Regions from separate parts of the Mus musculus genome. Here region 2 is linked to region 1. The links are chromatin contacts, called in public HiChIP or PLAC-seq maps. All regions are on one chromosome and are shown on one strand. Each heading gives the region's core, a stretch centred on a gene start, on an enhancer-like site or on the middle of the called end of the contact. The rest is flanking DNA. Distances are from core to core; before and after follow the strand shown. Region 1 has its middle 79 kb from the start of Gm46567. Region 2 overlaps Gm32679 (a long non-coding RNA gene).

What was found. HiChIP or PLAC-seq counts read pairs in DNA pulled down with a chosen protein or histone mark.
Region 2: a contact with region 1 is called in an H3K27ac HiChIP or PLAC-seq map of trophoblast stem cells, with 2.2 times the contacts expected there. The contact joins two enhancer-like sites. A contact is called at or near these places in 14 of 484 Hi-C or Micro-C datasets (the G1E-ER4 cell line, cerebellum, cerebral cortex and 9 more), 6 of 115 datasets of contacts at active chromatin or transcription factors (differentiating embryonic stem cells, embryonic stem cells, epiblast stem cells and 2 more) and 1 of 9 other capture datasets (embryonic stem cells).

Annotation. Positions count from the first base shown.
Region 1 is chr16:29,732,012-29,738,083 of GRCm38.p6, reverse strand. No RefSeq gene overlaps it. Among named protein-coding and RNA genes, the nearest start is that of Gm46567, 79 kb to the left of the region's middle. Within about 2 kb of position 2,918, at least 151 of the 459 cell types and tissues checked have an H3K27ac peak or open chromatin away from gene starts, as enhancers often do. A contact at or near this core is called in the G1E-ER4 cell line, differentiating embryonic stem cells, epiblasts and 1 more, where this site is marked.
Region 2 is chr16:29,835,707-29,841,778 of GRCm38.p6, reverse strand. The region is part of intron 2 of Gm32679 (a long non-coding RNA gene); the gene reads left to right. Among named protein-coding and RNA genes, the nearest start is that of Gm32679, 11 kb to the left of the region's middle. Within about 2 kb of position 2,323, at least 133 of the 459 cell types and tissues checked have an H3K27ac peak or open chromatin away from gene starts, as enhancers often do. A contact at or near this core is called in the G1E-ER4 cell line, differentiating embryonic stem cells, epiblasts and 1 more, where this site is marked.

The DNA.
Region 1 (6,072 bases), core at 1,669-4,168:
CACTGGTCTAGATGTTGGATTGATGACGGTTTCTATGAACCTCTTTGGTTTTCATCTTGTTTTGTTATTTTTGTTTGTTTGTTTTGTTTTGTTTTGTTTGTTTGTTTGTTTTAACAATCTTTTCAAGTTTATCCTTTCAATTTTCTAAAGAAAATATTTCTTTTATTTTTTGAGATTCTAATACAATTACATCATCTCCCCCTTCTTTTCCCTCCCTTCAAATCCTCCTGGCTCTCCTTCAAATTTATGCCCTCTTTAAAAAAACACACACACACACACACACACACACACATTTATTTATTTATTTTATGTATGTGAGTACACTCTCTTGAGACATACCAGTGGAGGGCATCAAATCCCATTACAGATGGTTGTGAGCCACCATGTGTGTGCTGGGAATTGAACTCAGGACCTCTGGAAGAGTAGTCAGTGCTCTTCACCACTGAGCCATCTCTCCAGCCCCTATGCCCTCTTTTTTCATTAATTGCTATTACGTATACCTAGGTACATATTTTAATTACATAAGTAAAAGCAGAAAGCTGAGATGGAGAGCTGACTCAGTTGCAGTGCACTGGATGCTTTCCAGAGAATCTAGCTTTGGTTGGAGCACCCACATCAGGTGGCTCACAGACTCTGGCAACTCCAGCTTAAGGGGTTTAGTACCATCTTCTGGTCTCCATGGACACACATATATACACACAGAGACACACATAAATATAAAACTAAAAACAAATATTGTCGAACAGCAACAAAGCTGATTGACTTCGAAGGGCACCCAGCTTCAGAAGGGTACGTGGTCTCTGTCCTACTGAGGATCGCTGTTGATTCAGACCCATTCAAACCCAGGACACTACAGTTCTCTCTGAGAGCATGCAGATTCATGCTGAAGGAGTAAGAATGACATTCACATGACAGAGCTCTAGATAATAGAGCAGAAAGGCCAACTCCATGACCCTGTCCCATGCTTTAGGATGTCATGTTTGTCCACCCTGCACATTCTGCTGCCAACCTTTCCCAAGGGTGGATGTGCCCCTGTGTTGTCCACTCAGAAAGAAGTCAAAACAGATTCTCCAAGCCTGATGCTCAATCTCCTCTTTCTGACTCCAATCAGTGTGACCAACCGATGTGACCCTCTGTGGTCACCTAACCAACCCTCGCTCTCTCTCCCCTGTTGTCACTCCACACTGAATTGTCCTTTCACCCATCTCTGCATGGCAGAGACCAATTCAGAGATCCAGTGTCACTGCCTCCAGCAACCCTTCCTTGCTCACTGTCAGCAGAAGTGAGTTCCTCTGCCCTGACCTCAAGACATCTCTCCTTCCCTTGTAGGACTTGGTCTCTATATTAGAGTTAGTTAGAGGCACACACCAGCCCTTAAGTTTGAATTCCTCGTGATGAAGTCTTATGTCCCTCTCCTCCTTCACCCTCTCCTCGATGCCCTACACAATACTCAACATTAGTTAAGTCTTTGGAGTCGAGTGAGCAGATAAATCAATTTTTCCCTTCCCAACACGAAAACCACCAGCCAGTTGGCTCAATGAATCCTCACCCTTCCCTCCCCCGCCCTGAGTGCCGGTCTGGTGATTCCAGCTGCATCTGGAACACAGACAGAGACCTAAGAGATGTCATGAAATACGGATCACTGGAAAACGGAAAGCAGCGAGGAAAACTCAATCAGTAACATGTCACGGAATGCAGGATCGGGAGCCAGGGTTGGTGGCACATCTGTGACCCCAGCATTGGGAGTGTGAGATGGGAAGGAAGATTCAGTCTGGGACACACAGTGAAGACCCTGTTTCAAAAGGAAAACACCCCTAAACCCATGGGTTGGTGATTAGTCACCACTTCATCCCCAAACCCAGGACATATTTGTAAAGGCTGTTTGGGTTGGTCGGCTTGTCTGTTAAACCTCGTGGTAATCAAACGCTGGTTTAGTTCTTAGGAATTGTTTTGTTCCTACTCAGAGATGATATTTACGCCAATATCCAGTGTTAGAGGAGGGGCTGGGAGGGGCTGTGTTCTGGTGATGACAGCACCCCAGGCTGAGGAACAGAGATGGGCCCTACAGTTCGGGGAATGTAGACACGACAGAAGGACATTCCCTCTAGCCTTGGCTAAGTCCCTATGAGAAGCTGCACCCCCCACCCCCAGGGTGAGAGGAAGTAGACATAACTTCCCCAGCTGTCTTCCCCATACCTTTAAGCCCTTTCTCAGTGCCTTCCACAAAAGGTTCTGTGGGTCTACTTACACAGTAGCACATTGTTGGCCAAAGCAAGGTTTCAAGTGACAAGGGAGAAACTGGAAGCTGGGGAAACAGGGCTCCCGTTGGCCCCAGGCCCCAGGGCCCTTGCTTCCAATGCTGGGGTTTAAAGTGGGTTTAGAGGAAACGGACAACTTCTGAGTCGGAGTTTCACGTTACCATTTCCTCTTTGTGGCTTCATCGAGACCACGGGTAGATATATATGACTCCGTATTAGCTAAACTGACCTCCAACCCCTATAAGCCTACCCCTGAGAACTCAGGGGAGAGAGTGGGGGAATAGCCATCTGCAGGGGGTAGAAGAGAGCCTGGGATGTCTTGCCCTAGATCCTCAGCGTCCCTGCCACCCACCGTCCAAGGCAAACACAGCAGCCATCCCCGGAAGCAAGCAATTAGATGCTCCCCGGGGAGGCCTGTAAATTCCTAACTTCTCCCTTCAGGAGGTTAAAAGTAATAGGGTTGCTGGGATTATTTATGTTTCTCTGTCTGGATGAATGTGTATTGGGAGGTGTGTGTGTGTGTGTGTGTGTGTGTGTGTGTGTGGGTGTGTGTGTGTGTGTGTGTGTGTGTGTGTTGTGCATGCGCGTGATCCATCCTCCCATCTCCTGTCTTACACAACTAGCTGCTATTTACACACCAGATGATCCCTGCAGGAAAAGGCAAGTCCCCAGCCGCTGTGGAATTTTAAGAGAGCTTCCTGGAATGCCCTTGTGGGATGTCTGGTTCTAATTGCCTCCGTCAGCGGAGCTGGCAAGCTGGCAGGCGCAATGAGAGGTGAAATTGAACAGATTCCAGTTCACATCAGACCCCCAGCCCTGCCAGAGTCCCCCAGGGCCCGGAAAAGAAAACAAATGTGGCCCAGGCAGTGGAGGGCCTGGGGAGGGGGGTGCGGGGGGGGGGTGTAGAACGCTAGACTGGGAGTTGGAGCAGGAAGATTACTGTCCCAGAGCAGCGGCTTCTGACTGGCTTCACTTTGTGCTAATCACTTAGTCTTGTGGGCCTCCTGTGTTCAGCTGCCAAATGAGTGGTCTCCCAGGCCTCTTCCTAGTCTAAGATGGGGGTCGGGAGGAAAGCGTCCAGCTGTCCCTGTGGTGGGTTGAAGGGTCAGTGGTTTTGTCTTCGGACTTTTGAATCAGATTTTTTTTTTTAACATTTTAGATCTTTAAGCATGATGGGAGGTGAGAGGCTTCAATCCACCTACTAGAACCTAGTGCTGTTCCAAGCTAGCCCTTGTCCCTCTCCCACAGCTCCTCTAGGGATGACTGAAGGTCTTGAGGTCTTAACACAAATCTCTGCCAGAAAGGAGACAAAATCCACAGTTCCTTAGTGCCCCCTATGGGTCCAAAGATGGAGACACTTGAAAGAGGCTGCCCAAGAAGCCACTCTCCTCCCCCCTTGTTCCCCCAGCCTCCAGGGCATCTCTGGCTCCTAGCTCAGAGCCAGAAGGCTCAAACTGATCCCTAATTTAAGGTGAATTTTTCTTTCTTTTAAGACTGTTGTTTTAAGGCACAGACTAAATTAATTTAGTCAGTTCCCCCAACAGGCTATAGATTGAGTGCTTCCCAAGGGGTCCATGGTATGTGTAAAGCGACACGGTTTATCAAATACAGACGCTTGCTGTTTATCATCTTGCCCTTGCTAAGCCTAGCATCAGCTTGACCCCCTAGCCCACAGCTGACACATGTGTGTCTTCAGGCATCAGGGGCTCACTTTTGAGTATGTGTAGGGAAGTCGGCTTGGCCTAGACCAACCAAATCCTAGTCACCGAGACTTTTGCCAAATTGGGGCATAATTGGCAAAGATGTCTAAGAAGACATTTGTAGAGAGGCTGCAGTCCACAGGATCGCCAAGCATCCTAGAGCACGCCTTTCTCTTGGCTCTATTGCTTCACGGACTACGATGACCATGTAAGCCCCTGCCTTCTCAGTGCTTTCCAGAAAGAACGTGCCAAAATGCAAGGGTCACCATGGTGCTCCATCCAATAAGTCAGCCCCCTTACAGACCACCTGGGACTTCTGCTTGGATCTCATTGACCACTCTAGCCGCAAGAATGGCTGGAAATGTAGTCCTGTCTCCTCTCCTAATGACCTGAGTTCTTTTCCTAAGAAACAGGAGCAGATATAAGGGCAGTATCAAGAAAACTGTTGTGCCTGCTATTATGTGTCTGGAGAGGAGTGAGGGGGTACGCCACAGTCCTTTTCTTGGGGGTCACTGGCTTCCCTCTGCAGGAAGAGAGAAAGCTGTTGTGTGCAGTTCATCTGATCCAAGAGAACTCCTAAGCTTCTCACACAGGACTAGACTGCCAAGTTGGTGGGGAGAGATGGCATCTGTGGGATGATCTCTTCCAAGGCTAATGGCAGGCAGGTGATTCTGAGCCTGGCCTCTGGGCCTTTTCCTAAGGAAAACCATCCCAGGTCACTCAGGAGGTTTGCACTCAGATCTCAGCATACCTGTCTAGTGTTCACCACCTGGTCTGGGACCAAAGAGCAGCCTCCTTTCAAAGATTCTAATGGCTTTGTTCTAGTACCAACAGCGCTCAGAGGACATGAGGGGAAAGACTCTCACCCTACATTTGGATATATCCTCACTTCCCCACTCCCAACAAAGTCTGTTGCTATCTCTTCATTCGTTCTGCTGGGAGCCTGGGCCAGCCTGGCTCACAAAGCAAACATTTAAGTCTAAATATGGTATTTAAACTGTGGAATGCTGAGATTGGCATGGCTCAGTGAGTCCCCTGATGACTGGCCTCTGGCTCTCTGCTCCTGAGTGTCCCTGGCCCTTCAGATTTGGAGAGGAAACTCATCTCTAATTTGGTCCCTGGTTTTGAGCCAGTTGATGCTAAACTCCTGGTCCTGGGCACTTGGTGCTCCTCTGACTGTTGGGAGAAGAACAGAGGAATAGAAAATTTGCCTGTAATAGTTATTCCTTACTCTAGAACAAGATGTGCTGGCGAAAGAAGGGCCCAGGTAAAGGGAGGGGAAAGCTTTGACTAGCCCAGTGAGCTCCATTTTAAGGAACTGGTTTCTAACCTGGTGATGCTTCAATACTGCCCTATGGGGCTCAGTGAGTCACCTCTGCTGTAACGACCACCTCATTCTTCGAAAGCCAACTAGACCAAATGTCCTACTAAACTGTGTATCCTACTAAGGTGATGATTTTAATCATGCTCCAGTTGTTGCCACTCTTGTTTGATGTCACTCCCACCCCCAAAATACCTATTCTATCCTTCCTGTGACTTTCATGCTGGCTGCCCTTCCAGGAGACTAGGAGAATCAAATAGAACATTTCCTAGGATGGAATTTCCAGGAACAGAATGTGATTAAAAGTAGAGTCCTCTTCTTTGACAAGACTAGGGACAGAAATAACCAGCTCCAATTTATTAAGAACCATTTATCATGGAGTTATTGAAGCTATGTATGTTTGAGGTCTTTTCTTTTCTTTTCTTTTCTTCTCTTTTCTTTTCTAATTTGGTGCTTAAACATATATCATGGAAGGTCCTAGGCTCCTGGCCTCCACAGACAACCCCTCCCTCAGAGGACAGGTTTGTTTGTTTGTTTGTTTTCATTTCTCATAATATACTTAGGCAAAGACAGAGTATCACGTTTAGCACTTTGCAGGTTGACCATTTTTCTATTTATTTTTATGCTACTTAATGCTAAGTATTTAATACCTTGGAGCACCTGAGAACCTAAACTCTGGTTACATTAGCACTGCTTCTGAGCCAATGGAGCTGAAAGAAAAAAGAAAATCTGGTGTGTGTCCCATCTTCATTTCATGATGGAGTGAGGGACAAGGCTCACGACTGTGTCTTTG
Region 2 (6,072 bases), core at 1,074-3,573, 100 kb before region 1:
ACTTCTGTGACACTGTAGAGGAAAACATCCAATCTGGGAATAGGAAGCCAGGTTACCGTTTGCTTTATGCTCTATGCAGACAGAGGGACACAAGGATAGAGAATGAAGAAAACTCCCAGGGTGGTAGAAATGTTTCTGACTGGGTGCTAGATCACATGGGCACATTCATTTGTCAAACTTCACTGAGCATTTAAGGTCTGAATGTTTTACTTTGTGCAAACCTGTAGGAGGGTGGCAGGTTTAAGCAAGATTTTAGCTGTAGAAAGGAAGGTATAACATCAGCCATCCAGGCAGGGAGAGACTAGGTGGGTACAGAGCAGTTAAGCACTAGAGTGAGTTTGCAGAGTGTATCCAGGTCCAGCCAGGGCTTGGGAGAGCTGTCTTCCCACTAATCCTAATGGCCAGGGCCAGCCAGCATCTTGTGCTCCATGCCAGCACTGAGCTGTCACCATGGGTCTGACCACAGCTGCTTTAATAGCAGGTTGGGAGAGCCATTTCCTCTCGGCCATACGGCCACATCACAGCCGCTGGCAGCTCTCTCTGGCCTTCTTCCCTCCACCGCTGACTGCCTTGTGGAGTTCACTGAAGAGCTTTCCCTCTCTTCTTCCCCAGACACCCTTCTAGGATATTTCTGGACCCCCTCTGCCCTTTACATTACCTGAACTCTATGGATGATCAACTCTGGATCCTTGGAATTTGGGGGACAGCTTTCCTGGGCCACGTAAAAATCCCTTCTTGTTTTTCAAGTCCATCTCTGTTTTTTTTTTTTTTTTCTCAACCAAATTGTCAAATCAGATCTCTCCAGATGCCAGCATTTGGTAATAAGTTGCCAGACTGGATGCTCTTCCGAAACAGTATTTTGCTCACATTTTTTTTTTCATCTATTCAAATGCTATCTTAGCCTCTCACCAATTTCGTCACTAAAATGTAGTTTCCCAAATGTCAAGTTTGTCCTATTGAACACCAGCACCAAGCTCTAAGCCTCTTGGAGAACACACAGCTTATTATCTAGTTTTCTTGTCTGTAAGTCACAAGAAAACCTTTTTCATAAGCATAAGGTGACTAGATGAAGCCTTCCCCTTACTGTGATGTTTATATTTTCAATGTTAAAATGAAATCTCTGAGACACCAGACACATGGCACCCAGATGAAGCCTGGTTATCTGGATGTGGGGCCACGGGTGCAGTTCAAGGAAGTTTTGGTCACATGCAGCACGCTATAGCCTGGAAATGTGTATCTGCCACAGGGAGACCCCCAGCCCCAAGCTTGCTTCCCTCTTCTTCTCCTCTGACCCCAGCAACCTATGATCCCCTTTGGTGGAAAACCCAGAAATACAGTTCACCTAGGGTGTCTTGTACTGCTGCTAGAACTAACTCTTCTCAGGGGTCTCCCCTTAGGTGGGCCCACTGATGGAGAAAGGGGGAAGCAAGGTAGCAGGACGTTGGGCCCCTGGCCACCTAGTTCTTTAACCAGAGCCGGGGCCCTTTGATCTGTTTCCTATCTGGAGGGAGCTTCCATGTAAACCTATCAAGATCATGGATTACTGCTGCCACCTCCCCTGGTATTATGCCCAGCACCATCTGATCCTCCAGACGGACACACGAAGGTAGGCTGTCCCTCGCAGAGCTGAATCATGAGAAGTAATCTGCCTGACTATCAGTAAGCATTACTACCTGCGAGTCAGACTGGTAGGGAAGATGGTATCTGGGCTAATTTAGCTCTTGTCTCCCTCTCTCCTTCCTTCCCTCTCACTCCTTCTCTCCTTCCCCCTCTCCTTCCTTCCTCCCTCCCTCCCTCCCTCCCTTCCTTCCTTCCTGCTTTCCCTCCTTTCCTCTGGACCCATTCTGGTGTCTTGCCTGGACCAGACCTTCCTGTGGTAGTAAATTCCTTTCACACTTTTGAGTTGTTTCAAAGTGCATTCAGGAGGTGTGCGCGCCTTCCCTCTGGTCTAGACACAATTACAGTAGTCAGAGGAACTGGGCCTGTCTGAGACTCTCACTTGAGTCCACCTGGGCCCATCTGCTGCCGTCGTAAATCTACAGGGAGCCAAAGGTGACTGCCAGAGGGGGCTGCTGCAAGCTTTTCTTGCTACCAGTTGCTCCGAGTCGCCTCTGCCAGGCCCGAGAAGCGCTGACTCAGCAGAACCAGGCTGCCTCTTGGAGACACGGGGCAGGGTGCGAATTTAAAAGCACAGTGCAAGCCTACCACAGAGCAAACGCAGAACAAAAGGTTAATTCCACGGATAAACAGCTCTCGGTGGCGCTCGACCGAGCGTCTGGTTCCCATTTCGCGGTGCCATTCTGCCAGATGCTCTCTCTGCTCACACATCCTGCTAAGGCTGAGATGAAATACAAAACCAGAAAGCTGCAAGCGTTGCTGGCAGCACAGGGTGGCAACATGCGGGGACACAGAAACCTTGGGAAGTGTCTTAGCTGTTCGCAGACCGCACTACCGCAACTGGCAAGTGGGGGCGGGGCGCTTAGATAAGCTAGTAGAGCCTTACTTGCTCAGACTGCTCAGTCTGAGGAATTTTTTTTTTTTTTTTTTTTTTTTTAAAGAAAACGTGAATGCGAACGTCAATAGAGGGGGCATGGATCTCTTCACCATTCCTCGGGTGCACTGATGAAATTTAAGAGATTCAGGCCAGCTGGGCGTGGTGGGGCGCGTCTTTGATACTAGCACTTGGTTGGCAGAGAGAGGAGGATCTCTGTGAGTTCGAGTCCAGCCTGGTTTACAAAGTGAGTCCAGGACAGCCAGAGCTGGTTATACAGAGAAACTCTGTCTCAAACAAACAAACAAACAAAAACGAACAAAAGATGAAAGCCATATGTAGTGACTCTTGCCTGGACAGCCAGGACTTAGGAAGTAGGGGCAGAAAGATCAGGAATTCAAGGTCAGGCTGGTGAGATGGCTCAGCAGGTAAGAGCACTGACTGCTCTTCCGAAGGTCCTGAGTTCAAATCCCAGCAACCACATGGTGGCTCACAGCCATCCATAATGAGATCTGACGCCCTCTTCTGGTGTGTCTCAAGACAGCTACAGTGTACTTACAAATAATGATAAATAAATCTTTGGGCTGGAATGAGCAGGGCTGGAGCCAGCTGGGTCAAAGCGAGTAGAGGTCCTGAGTTCACAAACATCTGTACAGCTACAGTGTACTCATATACATAAAATAAATAAATAAATAAATAAATCTTTAAAAAAAAAAAGTTCAAAGTCGTTGGAGACCTTGTCTCAAAACAAAAAAGTGGAACGGAAGCAAAAGAGTCACGCGAGGCTCGGTCCGCTTTCCCCAGACTAGGAGATCTAGATTCTTTTCTTGTATATCTTCCTTTGTGTAATGTATTATTACAAGTGCCCATTAGTCCCCCTATGAGCAGGCAGGAAGGACGATTCACCATCTTAGGCATTGACTGCATCCTGTATGAAGAGCATCGTGGACCCTCATGTTTCCTTAGCAAAGGACCCAGACTTGATTAACTTTAAATATTCTATAAGACATTAAATGTAAGTTTGCAAATGCACCACGGAGAGTCGTCTATTTGTGTTTTCTGTCCCTGAATCCCAGAGGTGGCTCCTGTCTCTTCCCATCTGGAAAGTGAATATGCTGTCCTGGATGCTTTGCTGTCCACAGACAGAAGAAGGGACTGGGCCCTGAGGTATTCTCCATCTTGTTGAACACTGTGTCCAATTGCATTGTCCAAAGCAGCAGGTAGCGGTGAAAGGCCTGTAGGCCCCCATTGTGACCGCCTTGGCTGCAGGTGAAAGGTCAGGTCTCAGGCAAGACTCTGACCCTTAACTTTTTTGTGACGACTGTCACAAGGTAGATTAATCAGATTTATGGCATTAAGCTCTAGCAATATCTTTATCCCCTCAGCTCTTTTTCTCCAGCAAAACTCTGTTGGGAAGGACGCAAAAAAAAAAAAAAAAAAAAAAAAATCTGATGAAGCGCGAGCAGTGTTTTTGGTTTATCTCTCACAGTCTTTATTACAAATTGGAAAGTATCGGTCGTGTAGAGGGAGGCCAGGCAGCCCCTTCCTTCAAACAGGGCTTTTATAAGTTCCAGCAAACTGTCCTGGCCCTCAATCAAATGCTCCTTACTGCGGGGACAATGGCGAGGCCAGGGTTCGCTGGTGCCGGTGAGTTTCTTGATGTGGGGCAGACCCTTCTTACTTGACCAGAACAAGCCAGCAATGTCCATAATTAGGACGCTTTGGGCTCATCCCGAGCAGCCCAAGCAGTTGTGGGGCCTGAACGGGACTCAGAGGGGCAGGTGGTCTGCTAGGGGCATAAACAGAGAAGCCCGCAGCTTCAAAGCTCGCAGCAGGCGTGGGAAGGCAGGAGACTGCTGACGTCACAGGGGCTTTTCATCCAGCCTCGCAGGAGAGCACCAACTTCCTGCTGATAGAAATTTGTCCGCAATTTTTTTTCTCATTCAGAAGTGACGGGATCCAGGAGACACTGGCTAGATATGATGACTTGATTAAGACTTGTATAGGCGACCCACATGCCTGGGAACTGGCCAAGAGGGAGCAGGCATCAGCCCGCTCCAGGCTTTCACCAGGAAAGCTGACAGACTGCAGCTAGCAGGTTTCTCCACTCTGGGCTGTGAGGCTGTCAACATTCTGGACTCAGTGGCCCTCTGCGTTGCACCTGTGATTTTGGTATAGCTCTGAAGAGAAAAAGAAAATAACACGGGACTATTTTCCCCATAGTAATTTGCAGTGTGAAGGCAGATCACACAGACTGGACAATTATTTCCTAAGCATCTATTGTGCTCTGAGCCCTGAGCACGCTCTCTAAGATGACATGAGGCTGGATACCAGAGTGGAGGTGGGGAATGTTCATTACGTCTGGGCCAATCGTGTTGCTAAAAGGAAGATCAGTAAGATACAAAGCCTGATTTTGGGGGGGGGGGGGGGGGGCAGATACACTACAGTTGTATTTCATATCTGAGTGTAAATATCCCTCCCACCTTTTAGCTAGAGCAATAGTAGTAGAACTTTGTGACAGTGTTATCATAGGACTAAGTGAAATAATGTCCATCAAATATACAGCAATATGCCTTTAATAAGAATTTAATAAATGCCAATTGCTTTTATAATTATAATGATTATTTATTAAGCACTGACAGCCACAATAGTGCTATGTGCTACGTGGGCAGGGACACCAGCTCCATCCTGTAAGTGAAGAATTTGAGTTCATGGAAGTGAAGTTCTTTGTCCAGTCCAGGATTACACTGCAGGCAGTGGCAGATGGAAGCACCTTAGGCTCCCAAGGTAGCATGAAGACAGAGCTAAGTGTGTAGTGTTTGCCCCAGCAAGAAATAAACATTGTATGGAGCCTCTAAGATTTGGGGGTGATTTGTTATAGTTGTTTAGCTTTCCCTAATGTGGCCAAATGGCAGGCTCACCTTCATATCTTGAGTAAGAGAATATCAGAGGCCAAAAAAGCCCTGAAATAGCAGGGCTCCTGGTCTTTGGGGGGGGGGGGCGGGGGGGAGAGAAACTCCACAAAAAATGGAGACATGACTAGACCATCTTGTCTGCTGGGATTCACTTAGGTTGGTCCCACACGCACACCCCCAGGTTACTTTGAGGTTTTCGTCACTGTCGGTTTTGTGTACACACACACACACACACACACAGCTCTTCTTCATTTGCATCATGACAGAGACCAATTGTTTGCTGTAACTCTTACTGTTTGGAAACAGAAGGTAAGAATTCAGGGTGACAAGGAGTATCTAGGATAGAAGAAAAGATAAACCCGGGAGCCAACAAATCCAACATTGTAATAAATGGTGGCTTTAATCTCTCATTCTACTGCCAAGATTGCCACTGGTCTCCATGGTGTCTTCAGTCCCAGCCTCTACATACCATTCCAGTTACCTAGGCATGCGAGCATTCCCACATTTACTTCTCTCTCTCTCTCTCTCTCTCTCTCTCTCTCTCTCTCTCTCTCTCTGTGTGTGTGTGTGTGTGTGTGTGTGTGTGTGTGTGTGTGTGTGTGTGTGTGTGTCAGGGAAGAATAGAGGGGAGAGGTACACATGCCTGTGGCTAGAGGTTGGCATTGG